Regions from separate parts of the Mus musculus genome. Here all the other regions are linked to region 2. A link is a contact called in public Hi-C and HiChIP or PLAC-seq data. All regions are on one chromosome and are shown on one strand. Each heading gives the region's core, a stretch centred on a gene start, on an enhancer-like site or on the middle of the called end of the contact. The rest is flanking DNA. Distances are from core to core; before and after follow the strand shown. Region 1 overlaps Rbm19 (RNA binding motif protein 19). Region 2 holds the start of Lhx5 (LIM homeobox protein 5). Region 3 has its middle 67 kb from the start of Gm31836. Region 4 has its middle 46 kb from the start of Gm31836.

The links. Hi-C and Micro-C count contacts between places; a contact is called where the count stands out from the background. HiChIP or PLAC-seq counts read pairs in DNA pulled down with a chosen protein or histone mark.
Region 1: an H3K4me3 HiChIP or PLAC-seq map of forebrain shows a contact between it and region 2, with 6 times the contacts expected there. The contact joins the enhancer-like site here to the promoter of Lhx5 in region 2. A contact is called at or near these places in 6 of 39 promoter capture datasets (the HPC-7 cell line, cranial neural crest, embryonic stem cells and 2 more), 8 of 484 Hi-C or Micro-C datasets (cerebral cortex, embryonic stem cells, nephron progenitors and 1 more), 13 of 115 datasets of contacts at active chromatin or transcription factors (craniofacial prominence, embryonic basal ganglia, embryonic forebrain and 8 more) and 1 of 9 other capture datasets (embryonic stem cells).
Region 3: a contact with region 2 is called in an H3K4me3 HiChIP or PLAC-seq map of embryonic forebrain, with 3 times the contacts expected there. The contact joins the enhancer-like site here to the promoter of Lhx5 in region 2. A contact is called at or near these places in 8 of 39 promoter capture datasets (cranial neural crest, embryonic stem cells, epiblast stem cells and 2 more), 22 of 484 Hi-C or Micro-C datasets (differentiating embryonic stem cells, embryonic fibroblasts, embryonic stem cells and 5 more), 18 of 115 datasets of contacts at active chromatin or transcription factors (craniofacial prominence, differentiating embryonic stem cells, embryonic basal ganglia and 7 more) and 3 of 9 other capture datasets (adipose tissue, embryonic stem cells and pancreatic islet).
Region 4: a Hi-C map of embryonic stem cells shows a contact between it and region 2, with 2.2 times the contacts expected there. The contact joins the enhancer-like site here to the promoter of Lhx5 in region 2. A contact is called at or near these places in 9 of 39 promoter capture datasets (3T3-L1-derived adipocytes, the HPC-7 cell line, cranial neural crest and 4 more), 2 of 15 datasets of contacts at CTCF or cohesin (embryonic stem cells and stem cell-derived epiblast-like cells), 35 of 484 Hi-C or Micro-C datasets (cerebellum, differentiating embryonic stem cells, embryonic stem cells and 5 more), 15 of 115 datasets of contacts at active chromatin or transcription factors (craniofacial prominence, embryonic basal ganglia, embryonic forebrain and 6 more) and 3 of 9 other capture datasets (embryonic stem cells, embryonic tail and pancreatic islet).

The regions. Positions count from the first base shown.
Region 1 is chr5:120,193,089-120,196,388 of GRCm38.p6, reverse strand. The region is part of intron 23 of Rbm19 (RNA binding motif protein 19); the gene reads right to left. Among named protein-coding and RNA genes, the nearest start is that of Gm31836, 41 kb to the left of the region's middle. Within about 2 kb of position 1,603, at least 53 of the 459 cell types and tissues checked have an H3K27ac peak or open chromatin away from gene starts, as enhancers often do. A contact at or near this core is called in cerebral cortex, embryonic basal ganglia, embryonic forebrain and 2 more, where this site is marked.
Region 2 is chr5:120,430,155-120,433,295 of GRCm38.p6, reverse strand. It overlaps Lhx5 (LIM homeobox protein 5), which reads right to left and starts at 1,410. Exons shown (of 5, transcript NM_008499.5): 1 at 843-1,410. The coding sequence starts at 1,015. Gm27199 (predicted gene 27199) reads left to right here and starts at 1,529. Exons shown (of 2, transcript NR_166585.1): 1 at 1,529-1,609. It overlaps Gm31976 (a long non-coding RNA gene), which reads left to right and starts at 1,616. Exons shown (of 2, transcript XR_878743.1): 1 at 1,616-2,216.
Region 3 is chr5:120,300,851-120,304,038 of GRCm38.p6, reverse strand. No RefSeq gene overlaps it. Among named protein-coding and RNA genes, the nearest start is that of Gm31836, 67 kb to the right of the region's middle. Within about 2 kb of position 1,663, at least 12 of the 459 cell types and tissues checked have an H3K27ac peak or open chromatin away from gene starts, as enhancers often do. A contact at or near this core is called in embryonic forebrain, where this site is marked.
Region 4 is chr5:120,279,720-120,282,867 of GRCm38.p6, reverse strand. No RefSeq gene overlaps it. Among named protein-coding and RNA genes, the nearest start is that of Gm31836, 46 kb to the right of the region's middle. Within about 2 kb of position 1,492, at least 6 of the 459 cell types and tissues checked have an H3K27ac peak or open chromatin away from gene starts, as enhancers often do.

The DNA of each region.
Region 1 (3,300 bases), core at 354-2,853, 240 kb after region 2:
TGGTGATCCAGGACAGACTGGCTGGGGAGAAGCTGCAGGGGGCAGGTGTCCCTCAGGTGTCCTTGCTGTTTCAGAGCAGACCCCTTCTGCCATTATGATGGTCCTTCCAGCACAGAGAGACCCTGTCAAGCCAACTCTAGAGCCCAACTCCCTCTCCTGCAGAACTTTGCCCTGTTCCTGGGGGAAGCCAAACTGTCATATTGTTGGCAACCAGTCCACAGGAGCCGGCCCCTTCCCTATCCTGTACCCATTCCTCTCACCTCAGGGCCTTTGCACTGCTGTGGCCTATCTAGAATGCTCTACTGGGCTGCTCAGGGGCCTCATGCCTGTGGTGAAGCATCCCTGGGTGCCCCACAGTACCCCTAAGACCTTTTGGCTTTGCTGCTGTTTGTCTCTTGCTGGAAGGCAGGGATGCCTATCATGCCTGCCCCTGTGCTCCAATGCCCAGAACTGTCTTAATACAAGCAGCCCTCAGTAAATGTCTACTGAGAGACTGATAGACTGACTGAAGAGGGCCAGGGTACAACCGGGCTCAAAGGGATCAGGCTATGGCAAAAGGAGCAGAGAGAAGAATGTATGAAGCCATGAATGGTTTCCATGAATACCTTGCTACACAAACTCGCGCACGCATGTGCGCGCGTGCACACACACACACACACACACACACACACACACACACACTTCTCTCTCATCACAGAGACCTGGGCAACACCTGCCTGGGACCCCAGCCAGGAGCCAACTGACTCTTGGCCAGGACCTCTGAACACTGCCCTGCTAACAGTCCTCAGGGAGGAAGCCTTGGGGACTGCTTCATGGTAGCCACTGCCTTCAGCCTGTGCTCACAGCACCAGCCTGTCTTTGCTCAGAGTAGGGTTCCTTAGCCCAAGTCTTCATGCACTTTCTGAACAGCTGCTTTCTGTAGTGCCCATCTGCCATCACCAGCCAAGTCACCCTGAGCATGTCACCCCTGCTCTCTGCCACCTCCTGGGGTGGCCGTAAGGATGGGGTGGGTGCACCTTACTGATGGGTCAGGTTCAAGTCTACAGCCAGGGATGGGGGTTGGGCCACTCACCCCCATTTCTCGTCTTCACTGCTGCCACCCAGCCCCCCACCCCCACTGGCCTGCCTCCACATGGAGTGCCGGCTCCGCCTGGCAGGAACAGCTGTGGAAACCCCGCTTCCCCATGTCGGAGGCCTCCGTGGGCCTTCACCAAACAAACACAAAGCAGAACCCAGGGAAGGTGTGAAATAAATAAACGGAACAAGCCGCGCATTTTCCTTCCACAGCGCAGCTGCTCCTGGAGATAAACAACAAGTGACTGTCACCAAACATCAATACCGAGAAATGAACTCAACAAAAAGCTCGGCCGGCCCCCAACAGCCCCCCAGTCCTGCCCCCTCCCCCCAACCTCCAAACACCCACTTCTGCATTTCTCCAGTTCCCACCTAATGGTTTTATTTTTCAATTAATTCCTTGACAGAATGCCAGCCCGCATCTTTTTTTCCCTTCCCTGGCTGGCAATGTCGCCTGCATGGAAGGCACGGGCGGGCAGGCGGGGGACTGTGGGAAGACAGGAGAAAGGCTTCATGGGAGGAGAGGGAGGCTGGGGAGGAGAGCAGGGCTGACAGGGAGAAAGGACGCTGGAAGGGCTCCGTGAAGAGGCAGGCGAGACAGAGGCGGCCCAGAAGGGGAAGCCAGCAGGCCTGCAGCAGACCCTGCCACTCTGGATGGAGGCTGCATGCAAGCCAGTTGCTTTCCCTGTTTGGGCTCAGTTCCCGAATGAAGACGAAGCGTCTAAGCACAAGTTGCATGTGCTGGCCATGCCTGGTACCCCAGGACCAGGGAGGCTGGCACAGGAAGATGGTCTGAGCCTGGTGGTGAGCAGCCAGCCTGGACAATGGCGAGATCCTGTTTAGAAATGCAGGAAGTGACAAGCCACAGGGCCTTCAGGACTTTGGCTAGCACAAGGGTGAACACTCAGTTGCCAGAAGGCACCGGCCAAGATAGACAAGAAGTGTTAAATGTACCATCAAGTGACTCTGACGGCCAGCACCCAGCAGAAGGGGCTGAGCTGCCGTGGCTGAGCTGGGACACAGGCAGGGTCAGGTCTCTAAGTGCCTGTGGGGAATCCCACAAGTTGGGTACATGAGCCCTGAGCTGTGGGGAAGCCCTGTGGGTACAGACTGGCTCTCTACATGGTGCTGAGCTCACTCTGGGGGCCTTTTCCTCACATCATAGCCAAGTGTCCCACTGACACTTGCCTTGCAGTGGAAAGTGACAGCTCTACCCTCAGTCTCGGCAACAGAAGCAGAAGCAGAGTGAGTCACAGGACAGTATTCACACAACAGTAAGCCCAACAGACCCACCTCAAAGGGCAGGGATGTGGATCTTATTCAAGTAAGGTAGGCAGTGAGTGGGGTTTGCTTCTCACAGACACATTCTCCACTGTGATTCTGCCCAGTGAGGAAGGGACCTAAATGGTGGGAGGTTGTAAAGTGGCCACAGGCTAACTTCTCTCCAAGATGTCCATCCTGGGCATCTTCCTGCCTGGAGGTCCAGATAACTGGATTGGCCCTGTGCATGTGGAACCCCAACCTCGATCACGGTGGGCTTAACCCAAGATAGGGAAGGGGCCCACACTGACCTGGGGTCTTCTGTCCTTGGCCTATGTGAGTGTGGGCTACCAGGGCTGGGAACCCTGTGCAGTCTTGGGAGAGTGGAGGCTCCCACAGGCTCCTGCAGCCCTGCTTAGCCTGGAGGCTCATTTTCATTATGATCTTTTCTTCCTCCTGGGTCCAAGCTGAGATGACACAGAGACACGTGGCTGTGGAGTAAGCAGGAGTCCCAGCATTGGGAGGGCCGTGTGCCGTGGACTGGGCAACAGGAAACACACATCTCATAAATGCACAGTGGCTCTACAGGCTTCTGTGTGGGGTGTGGGACCAGGGTGGCCGGATCTGATTTCCTATGAATGCCTTGAAACTGATTTCCAGGTCAGATCTTCCAGTGGCCAAACAGTGATGAATCCAATACTGTTTTGTGTTCAACATGTTGCAGGCAAGACACCGATGGCTCAGCTGGTGGCTGCTGGTCTGCGTGCTTCTTGTTGCCTATCACAGGCACTTGAGGCCGCCACTGAAGCTGTTCCCTGGCTTCCCCTGGTTGGGCCAGGCTGCATGTCAGGTATGCTGGCCAGCCTGTACCCTCTGGGTCTGTGGGCCCCGCCCAGGATGGTGGCCAGGCCCTGCCCCTCCCACACTGCCCTGCGGTACTTCTGTCAGTTTAATTCTGTGATCGAT
Region 2 (3,141 bases), core at 161-2,660:
TAATCACGCCCCCTCAGTGCCTGGAATTCAGACTCACAAAGCCAGTCTGGGTGCCGGGTGGAAACGGGCAGAAAGCGCAGCTACCAAAAAAAAAAAAAAAAAAAAAAAAAAAAAAAAAAAAAAAAAAAAAAAAAAACCCACGCGTTTCTAGGCTGCCCCATAGCATTTCTCATTTTGGGAAACTGAGGCCCACAGAGACACTGGGTCCTGGCCTGCCTTGAGGGGCTGTATGGACTTGGGAAGGGAGATCTCAGAACAGATCGGCTGATTTTCACCTTCTACTTCTTCAGTGCCTCTCCAACTAGGAAGAAAATTAATCGGGTGAGGGTGGTGGGGGGCCAGGGGAAGGTTCTCATCGCCCATCTCCAGGAGATCCCTTCTTAGCTAGGGTCCTTTGGAAGTGAGAAGTTCCTGTTTGTCCTCAGATTACCCTCTGGGTTTAGGATTTACTGTGTGGAACAAGAAGCTCCTAGCTGCTCTGAACTCCCGACACATCTTTGGGATCTGGACAGGGGAGTCTTGAGGCTTCTGTCCTGGGGACTCAGGTGTCGGGGGAAGGGGCCCAGAGCAAGTTGCCGAGCTTCCGGGCCTCTGCCATCTGACCGATCTCTGCTGCTGCCTGGCAGACCCAAGGTGAAGCAGCCAAACAGCCTCCTCCTTTCCCTCGACTCAACCTCAGCATCCCACAAGCAGAGGACAGGGCTTGAGGAGGGCAGACTGCCTATCTGCCCACCCCCACCTCCCAAGCTGGGGTGGGTCTCTTGGTCCCTTAATTCCCAAGGAGCCAGAGTAGAGCTCGGGCCAGCCAGTGGTAGGCAGCAGGGCGCGGCGGGGCCTCTTACCTGAAAAAGTCGTTTTTACAGTATAGCTTGCCTTCCCGTGAGAAGCACTTCTCCGAGAGGTTGGTTTTGCACTCGCAGCATTGAACACATTTGATATGCCACGCGCGGTCTAGTACGTTCAGCAGAAAGCGGTCGAGGATGGGCCGCTCACAGCCAGCACAGTGCACCATCATAGCCGCGCGCCCCGGCGGCTCGGGCCGCCTCGTCCTCCTTGGGGCCCCTGGGCCCTTAGGCCCTCTCGGTCCCCGCTGCTGTGGCTCTCAGCCTTCCTAGTCTGTAGGCGAGTCTGTAGGGGCGAGTCCGTTACGGATCAACCAAGACTTCTCGGGGTCAAGTCCTCCGACGCTCTCCGGCCTGGCGCTGCACTGCCCAGAGTGGCGTGGAGGGCGGCAGCGGTCACAGCCTCATGTCACGGGTCGCGACCGGGCGCTCGCTCCAGCTTCGAGCAGGTGTCCTCGGCGGCTGCTGGCTTCGGCACTGGCGAGCGGCTTTCCCGGTTGGCGGAGGCGCCGGCACTTTCCCCCACTTTCAAGCGGTCCCGATCCTCATCTTTGTCTGGCCGCCGCCTAATTCGCGCATCCTTATTCAGATTTGGTGACGTGGTGCGGCACGTAGGGGGCCGGGCGGCCAATGGGCGCGCCGTGGCCATAGCAACCTCTTAAATTTATAGCATATCTAAATTGGCTACAGCGTTGCGGTCAGGGCAGAGCAAAAAAAACAAGACATCAGTATTGCCGAGTATTTGCTAGTACCTGTTCCCAAGCTAAGTAAGTATTTACCTTCTAGTTTGGGTCTGGAGGGGTGGGGGCGCGATGCGAAAACCAGGGTTCTTTTTCTCTCCCATCACAAATAATTTTGGGGGGCAGGGTTCCAAGGCCTAGCCAGGGAGAAACCTCCCACCAGGTTCGCCACCCTCGCAACCTGTAGAAGTTGCCCAGGCAGGGAGTGCGCTGTGGTCCCCCTGCTTCCGAACCCGCCCAGCTCCCTCTTGCTTTAGACTGCGGCTCGCTCGGGCTCTGAGCGTAGGAGCTGGGAGACCCGGCACTTCTCCCTACGGTGGCTTCTTTTGTCACTCACGGGGCTAGGGCCCAGCAGGGCTTTTCTCACCAAGAGACTGAGGGCGGGAAGCTTGGGTACTTCTGTGCCTCCCTCCCCCACCCCTATCCAGGTTGACTCAGGGATGTCACCTCGCCTGGTCTTGGGAATCCCGAAGGTCGTTTCTAAGTGCCTAGCTCACTCGGCACTGGGGGAGGTGTGGCGAAAGGGGTGGTCTACCTCGGATGGGTGTTCCGGCAGGTTGAGAGGAGGCTGAAGCTCACTACATCTGTCTTGGCCACATCGTCCATATTCCAGGTCAGGCTGGCGGGAACCGTGGTGAGTGGGTCGCTCGATAGAGCGAGGGAAGCTGGCCACAGCCGGGCGTCATAGGCACTCCCGGGCCCCCCGAGATGCTCTAAGTCTGGCCCTCTCCTAGAGCCAAAGGCAGCTTCGCAGGTGTGTGGGTACCAGCAGGTGTACTCTGAGGAGGGGCGCGTGGGCCTGGAGGGGAGAAAAGGGATCAGGCCTTGTTTCTGCGAGGCCAACCAGGCCACCGCTTGCTTTGGACGAGGTAGGGCTGGGAGAGTGTTTTGGGATATTTCCTTGCTGCTGGGAAGAACGCTGATGGTGCGGGGCTGGGGCCTAAGGGTTGGAGCCATAGAGGAATTGTGCCAAGACTTGGCTGTGGGTGTTTGTTTGGGCGTATTTACTGAGTTTGTTAGCAAATATCCACTGCTTGAAAACTCTCTATTTATAGTGTGTTCGCGATCAAACCCTGGGACGTGGAGGGATTTTTTTTTATTTTTGTTTCTTTTTCTTTTTTCTTTCTTTTTTTGGCATGTAAAATTTCTCGTTTATAATTTCCTGTTAACATGTGCATTACCTTTCTTTCTTTCTTTCTTTCTTTCTTTCTTTCTTTCTTTCTTTCTTCCTTCCTTCCTTTCTTTCTTTCTTTCTTTCTTTCTTTCTTTCTTTCTTGTTGGTCTGTGTCTCTATGTGTCTGCTTACATGGGTCGACTGGGTGTGTGAGGAAATGCTTGTTTGTAAAGTCACTCACAAGCATGTGTTTATTCTGACATGCTGCAGGTGTATTTTAATGTCTGAGTGTGAGTGTGTGTGTGTGTGTGTAGATATGAATATTCCTACTAGAGATCCTATGTGTGACAGAACTGGGCTGTGTGATCCCTGGCACTGAATTTTGTAGATGTGTGTGTGGTGTTTGGACAGTAAATTTTTATTTACACAACTCTTGTAGAAGTGG
Region 3 (3,188 bases), core at 414-2,913, 130 kb after region 2:
CTATAGTGGTGCCTACGGGTGATCCTGGTACTGCTTGGGATAGAGGCAGGAGGAATTGAAGTTCAAGGTCAAGCTTGGATACACGGGACGCCCTCCACCCACGTCGTAAAAACAAATAATATAAAAAACAAAACGCAAAGCCCTGAGGTGAGAGGGGGGGGGGGAATGCGGATCATCCTAAGTTCTACGGACACCCGTGCCATGGATGGTGTTGTGTCGGACATGCGAAGGTCACCCAGACAAGGTTCACACCCACAGAGACGCCGTCCTGGTGTGAGCCAGATTTTCAACAGTGGAGACCTCTGCCTGAAGGAGTTAAAGCCAAGCGCCTGATGGGGAAAAATATCACCAAAGGGGGCTTGTGACTTGATGTCTTGAGTGCCAGGCTAGCTCAGTTGTGACTTCTAGCTCAGTACCTTCCTACTGCTTCCTGTCCTCATGTTTATGGGTGATGGGAAAACGGTCCTAGCCACCCGAGGTTTCCAGTCAGACCTTTGAGTGGGTGATTCTTTTCCTTAGGAATCACGACATCTTAGAGGGGTGGGCAACTAACTCTACGGACTTCCGGTTAGCTTCCCTGGGGGTTCAAGTCCCTCCTCCACAGTTCTAGAAAGATCCTCCCAGTCTTTCACACCAGGAGCAAAAGGGATCAGAAGTCCCAACATAAGCCACACACTACAGGAGCAGTCTTTGAATTCTCCTAGTCCTAACCACGCCTCTATATGGGTTCTGACCCACCCTCCCCACTCACTAAGGACCTGGTCAGGAAGGGAGCTAAGGGTGTCCAAGTGGGGTGACCACACCCAGGGAGATCTTTTTCTCCCAGGAAGTGGGATCTATGACTGGAGTCTCAATAGAAACTTCCTGCCAGGGATTCCCCAGGGTCAGAGGTTATGTGTGTAAAAAATGATAAAAGATGCCCACAGCGGTCAGAGTCCACCATGGAAGCTTCTGGAAGCAGATTCTGCAAGAATTCACTATGCTGTGGGTGAGGAACTCCTACTCCCATTTTACAGATGAGCAAAGAGTCACTGAGAAAATGATGGGGTCCGATATATGTCTGGTACAAACTTCTGTTTAAATGTAAGATCAGTCCCAGGCAAGAGTGAAGGGCTCAGTCAGGGTTGTGATGCGTTGAGGTTTCCCGTGTACACAGACCCTGCTAACCGTGAACTCCGCACCTCCTCACTAATTCATGCTTCTTAAGACAGAGGGGGATGGCACCAGAGAGGGTAAGCCCTTGTCCCTAGAATGCACGGCTGACCCTGTGTCGCTTGGTTGAGTGAAAAGGCAATGTGACCTCCAAGACTGGCCACTTGGGGGTACAGCAGAACCCCGCAGCTGCTGAACTGGTCACGCGTGGCCATGCAACCCGATTCTCTCCCGGAAGGGAGGCTGAAGGAAGGCCGGGGTTTCGTCCGGGTCAGCCTGCAGGTCGGAGGCCCCTGGACAGAACCTTGACCCGCGTCTGCCCCTCTCACCTCCCGCACAGCCCAGGTTCAAGGCCGGGCTCACGCGCGCGGGCGGAGGCCGGGAGGGGGTTAAACCGCGCAGCCCCGCCTGCCGGGCGCAGGAACAGATTTCGCGGTTCACACGGGCACAAAGGCCGCGCGCTCAAAGACGCCGCATTGTCCCCGCCGCGCCGCTCCCACCGCCGCGCGCGAATTAACCCTGTCACCCGGCCTTTGTCGCCGCGCACTTCAGGGCGGCCACAAAGGCGCCAGAACACCCTGCCGTGTTGTCAAGGAGGTGGGGTGGGGGTGGCTTTCAAGAGGGGATAGTGGAGGGTGGGGGGGCAGAGGCGGGGGTGGGGTGAGGGTGCAGGACAGGGTGCGGGACACAAGGTAGGGATAGGGATAGTAGTGGGGGTTGCAGGGGTGGGGTTAAAGGTAGAGTGGGGTGCAGGGGGTAATAGTGGGGTCCAGGGACATAGATGGGGTGCAAGACAGAGTGCAGGGAAAGACCCTGCGGGAGGGGGGTACAAGGGCCCAGGCACTCGGGGTCTCCTTTGCCCATGAGGCTCTGTTGGCCTCCTTTACCCGTTCTCTCGCCTGTGTGCTCCCTCCAACCCTCCCCCCTTCCCGTTCCTCTTCCCCTTCCCCCGTTGTGTCTGTCTCCTTTTTCCAGCTCCGTTTCCCTCTGCCTTTGGCTCCATATCTGTGTCACTAGGGATCGCTCAGTCGCTTTGCCCCCATCCCTGACTTTGCGATCCTGCCTCTTGGCTTCTACTTCCGCCTCTGTAAGCGATCCTTCCAGGGCCCGCTATCTTTTAAGACATGTGCTCCTGAGTGTTGGAGGATACGCACGCACACACAGACATTTGTGTGTGCACATGCAGTTCTTCTGCCTTCGGGGCCTGTGGCTGTCTTTGTGGGCGGGGGATGGATGGATGGCTTAGTGGCTGGAAGATCCCTATACCACCCCTTCAATAAATACCACATCCTGCAGGGGCACAGGCAGGAAGGGATGGTGTGGTCTCAGGGAGTGACCCAGCTCAGGAGACCCGTCCCCCATCCCCCCACCCCGCCACACTCCAACCCTCTGAAACCTGAGGGACCTCTTCCCCTTCCCAAAGATTGGGTCTGGGACCAACCCCCTGCTCTTCTTGTACCATCCTGAAGGACTTGGAGAAGACAAGATCCCCCCAGGTCGCACAGTACCTTCACACCTGTCTCAGGGCCTGGGTCACCCTCACTATGCCTTTTCCCAAGTTGTTCTAAGAGGTAGCTGGTCATACTCTCATTTCATACTAGGGAAACTGAGACACAGCAGAGGTGATCGAGCCAGACAGATCCTGGGTGCCCATTGGCCATCCATAGACTTGTTAATGGACTCCAGAGGGAGGTTCTGCCAAGCCATTCTTCAGTGACCTTCTGTCTCCCCACCCCACCCCCCTCAGCTAGGGTCAGTGTGAGCAAGGCATTATAGGGAGAAGATGAAAGTTTGCCCCATGGGTCATGTGGAGATCGAGTGGGGAGTTTGCACATCTTGCTGTCCTTTCTGGTATAGTCCAGTACCACCAGCTTTCCCAGCCTTTCAGTTCATATTCACATACATCACCTAGATGTTCAGGGTGACTTCCAGCATCCTAGGACCAGTATATCTCTCCTCCCCACTATAGCTGCTGTCTTTGGTCCCCCTAGGCAGATAGGGACCCCTCTTCTGCATCCCTGAACACTTGCCTCTCT
Region 4 (3,148 bases), core at 243-2,742, 150 kb after region 2:
ATTTATTTATTTATTTATTTAAAAAAATATGTTCTGGAAATTAAACCCAGGTCCTAGCACTTTACTGACCGAGCCTTCACTAAACCTCTCAAGTTAATAGCATTCTTTACCTCTGAATAACCAATATATTCCCGTTCACCTCTGTCACGGAGCTAGAAAAACCATAATCTAGTGTAGCCTTTTACCCTTTTAAGTCTTTGAGATGCACTAGGCATGGCGTGTTCGAAGCCCATCAATATAGAGCGAGGGACCAGCACAGTGCAGCCCAGTGAGGCAGAGGGCTACCCTAATGGCTGGTGCAGGTCTAAGTAGAAATGACCCCGGGCCATAAGCAAAGGAACTGATATTTTGGGGGGTTGGGCTAGAGAGATGGCTCAGTGGTTAAAAGAACTTCTTTTGTTGGGATCTGGGTTCAGTTCCCTGCTCCCACACTGGTGGGTCACAACCTCCTTGTTAACTCCAGCTCCCGAGACTCCAACGCCCTCTACTGGATTCTGCAGGCACCTGCACCCATGTGCCCCGCCCCCCCCTCCCAATAAAGAAGACAAATTCTTTAGATACCTATATAGTTTTTGTTGAGGCTCAGGGAAGGCTCATCAACAGCCTGCTCAACAAGATAAGAACCCGAGCTTTACCCCAAGCCCATGCAGGAGTGGTGGCACATGCCTGCAATCCCAGCGCTGGCGGAAACAGAGGCTTGTGGATCTCAGGAGCTCAAGGGCCAGCCAGCCTTAAGGAATCAGCAAGCCCAGTTTCAACAAGAGACTTTGTCTCGAAAAGGAAAGGGGGTGATGCCCGAGCAACAACCTTCAAGGTTGACCTCTGACATCCACGCACATGCGCAAACACGGGCGTGTGTGTGCCGGAACAAGCACGGGCACCTAGGCACTAACTAGCACACACAAATATTTTGTCACTGCCTATCCGTCTAGAGCCCAGGCTGGCCTCTAGCTCCCAGCAATCTTCCTGCTTCTTGCAAATTGCGGGCTACCGTGCCTTGCTTTAAAAAGAAAATTGTTTCAGCTGCAGAAGGCCAGGCCCTCGTCATGGAAGCCAGTCTATGCTTACATTTTAAACTGTTGATCCAGAACCTTCTTTGAAGGGACCCTAAATTGTGTGGGTGATTTCCTCGATCCAGAGGAACCCATCCGTGGGGATCCCGTCCGAGAGAAACTGGGGCATCCTTATCACCCCTCACCCTCGCCCACGGCCCTCCGCCTCTCTGGAAAAAGAGAGAGAGAGATAACTCAGAACGCTGTGAAATTTGCCACTGTGAGAACAGTTAATTTTTCACACCCAGACGAACTGGCTGGGTTTGTTAAAGCCCAAGATAATCAAATAATCATTGTAACTCATGTCCGCCTCCTGTCTTTCGCTCTTTGTACCATTAATGTCCCAGCGGGGGGGCGGCTCTGGGTTAGTTCAGACGTAGCCTATTTAGATAACCTTCCGGTTGGTCTTCTGAGAACAAAACCCCCCTCCCGGAGCATCCTACAACAAATGAACCAACCCGCTCTAATCTGCTTATCGCTGTCACCTCTGATCCAGGCCCGCGCATCTCTAGGGCCTGCGGGACGAAGCCAGAGATTTATATGGATATATTTCCGTTTAGAGCAGTGCATACATGTATCTGCATGAACCTGCCCAAAGGAGACACCAAATCAGAGACGCAGGCTGCCTCCCCCTCCCCTGGAAGAGTCCTCGGAGGAGACAGGACTTGGGTTTGGGGTCTGGCATGGGCGCACTGCAGGGGTCGCCACCTGGGAGACGCGGGCATTGAGGTCCCCACACTTGTGGGTTCCTGTCTCTCCTCTCTGTTCCCATATTCACAGCCTTGTGTGCCCCTTGCTTTTTATTTTTAAGCTCTGTCGGTTTTATTTTTCTCTCTTCCGCTTCTACCCCCCCCCCCGCCTCCTTCTCTCTCCCTCTCCGATGACCTCTCCCAGTGTCTTTCATCTCCAGACTCTTTTCTACCTTCTGTATCACCCCCCCTTTTTCCTCTCTTCTCCTTTCCTTTCCCCTTCATTCTTTTCCTTCCCCGCCCCGTCCCAGCCTCTCTCCCCTCCTTAATTCCCCTTCTCTTACATTCCCCTTTCCCCTCACCAGCCCCCACCCCGCTTGCTTTCTCCAGATTCCAAGTCTCCCCACCCCCTTTTTTCCTTCCCACACCACCTGGCCCCTCTCCCACCTTCCTGCCTCCTCACCCTTCTTCACCTCCCTCCCCATTACCCTGCCACCCTCCCTCCTCCTCCAGCTTTAATTTCTGATGAATGTGTTCTGGGGGGTTGGGGGGGGTGGGGGATCTTCGCGATAAATCACATCTCCGTGGGAATAGCTAATCTGCAGGCACCGGCCACTGTCCCCAGTTCTTAGCAGCACATGTTAAACAGCGATATGGCGGTGACACGGAAACCGCCCATCGGAGAGGCGGAGAGAGGATTTTGAACTTCAATGCTCAGAAAGAAAAAAATAGTGAGGGCAAAGATAAGACTCCACAAAGCCTTGGCCCTGAACCGGGAGCCGCATCAGGACAGCAGGCGTGCAGAGGGCGACCGGTACCATGCTCCTCCTCCATGCTGGACCTCTGTGGGGCCCCCTGAGAGGGGGCTACCTCCTATTACTTGCACCCCATCTGGGTAGCGGGGTGCAGGTCTCCAGATGGACCTGTGGGGTGGGGTGCATCTCAACTACCTTCACTCAGCTGGTCTTATTGGGCATGCCTCAGTTTCCTTGTGTGAATCCCTGGAACGTGGGCCCCTGACATCTGGGGGCAAAGTGGAGTGATTGGTTGTGATTTATGAACACGAACTTAATCGGAATGTCAGATTCTTTGTAGAATAGTCTCTGGTGGGGGTGGGGGTAGGTTCTACAACTTCCCCAACCCCCCCTCCTTCCCCCCTCCTCTGTGTCCTGTCCCCATGCTGTGAACCTCTGGAGCTACTCTAAGGTCGCCCCCTCCCCTGCTACAGACTGCAGTAACACACTGCCATGGGGAAGCACACTCTTTCCATCTGGGCATGTGTCTTTCATGGGGAAGTCTGATCTCAGTCTATGTCTTTGCCTTTGTGCCTGGTAGGCAAGGGATCAGCCCAGGTCCTTGCCGTGGCGGAGCAATGTTAAACAGAGGATAGTCTGGTCCAGAAAGTCC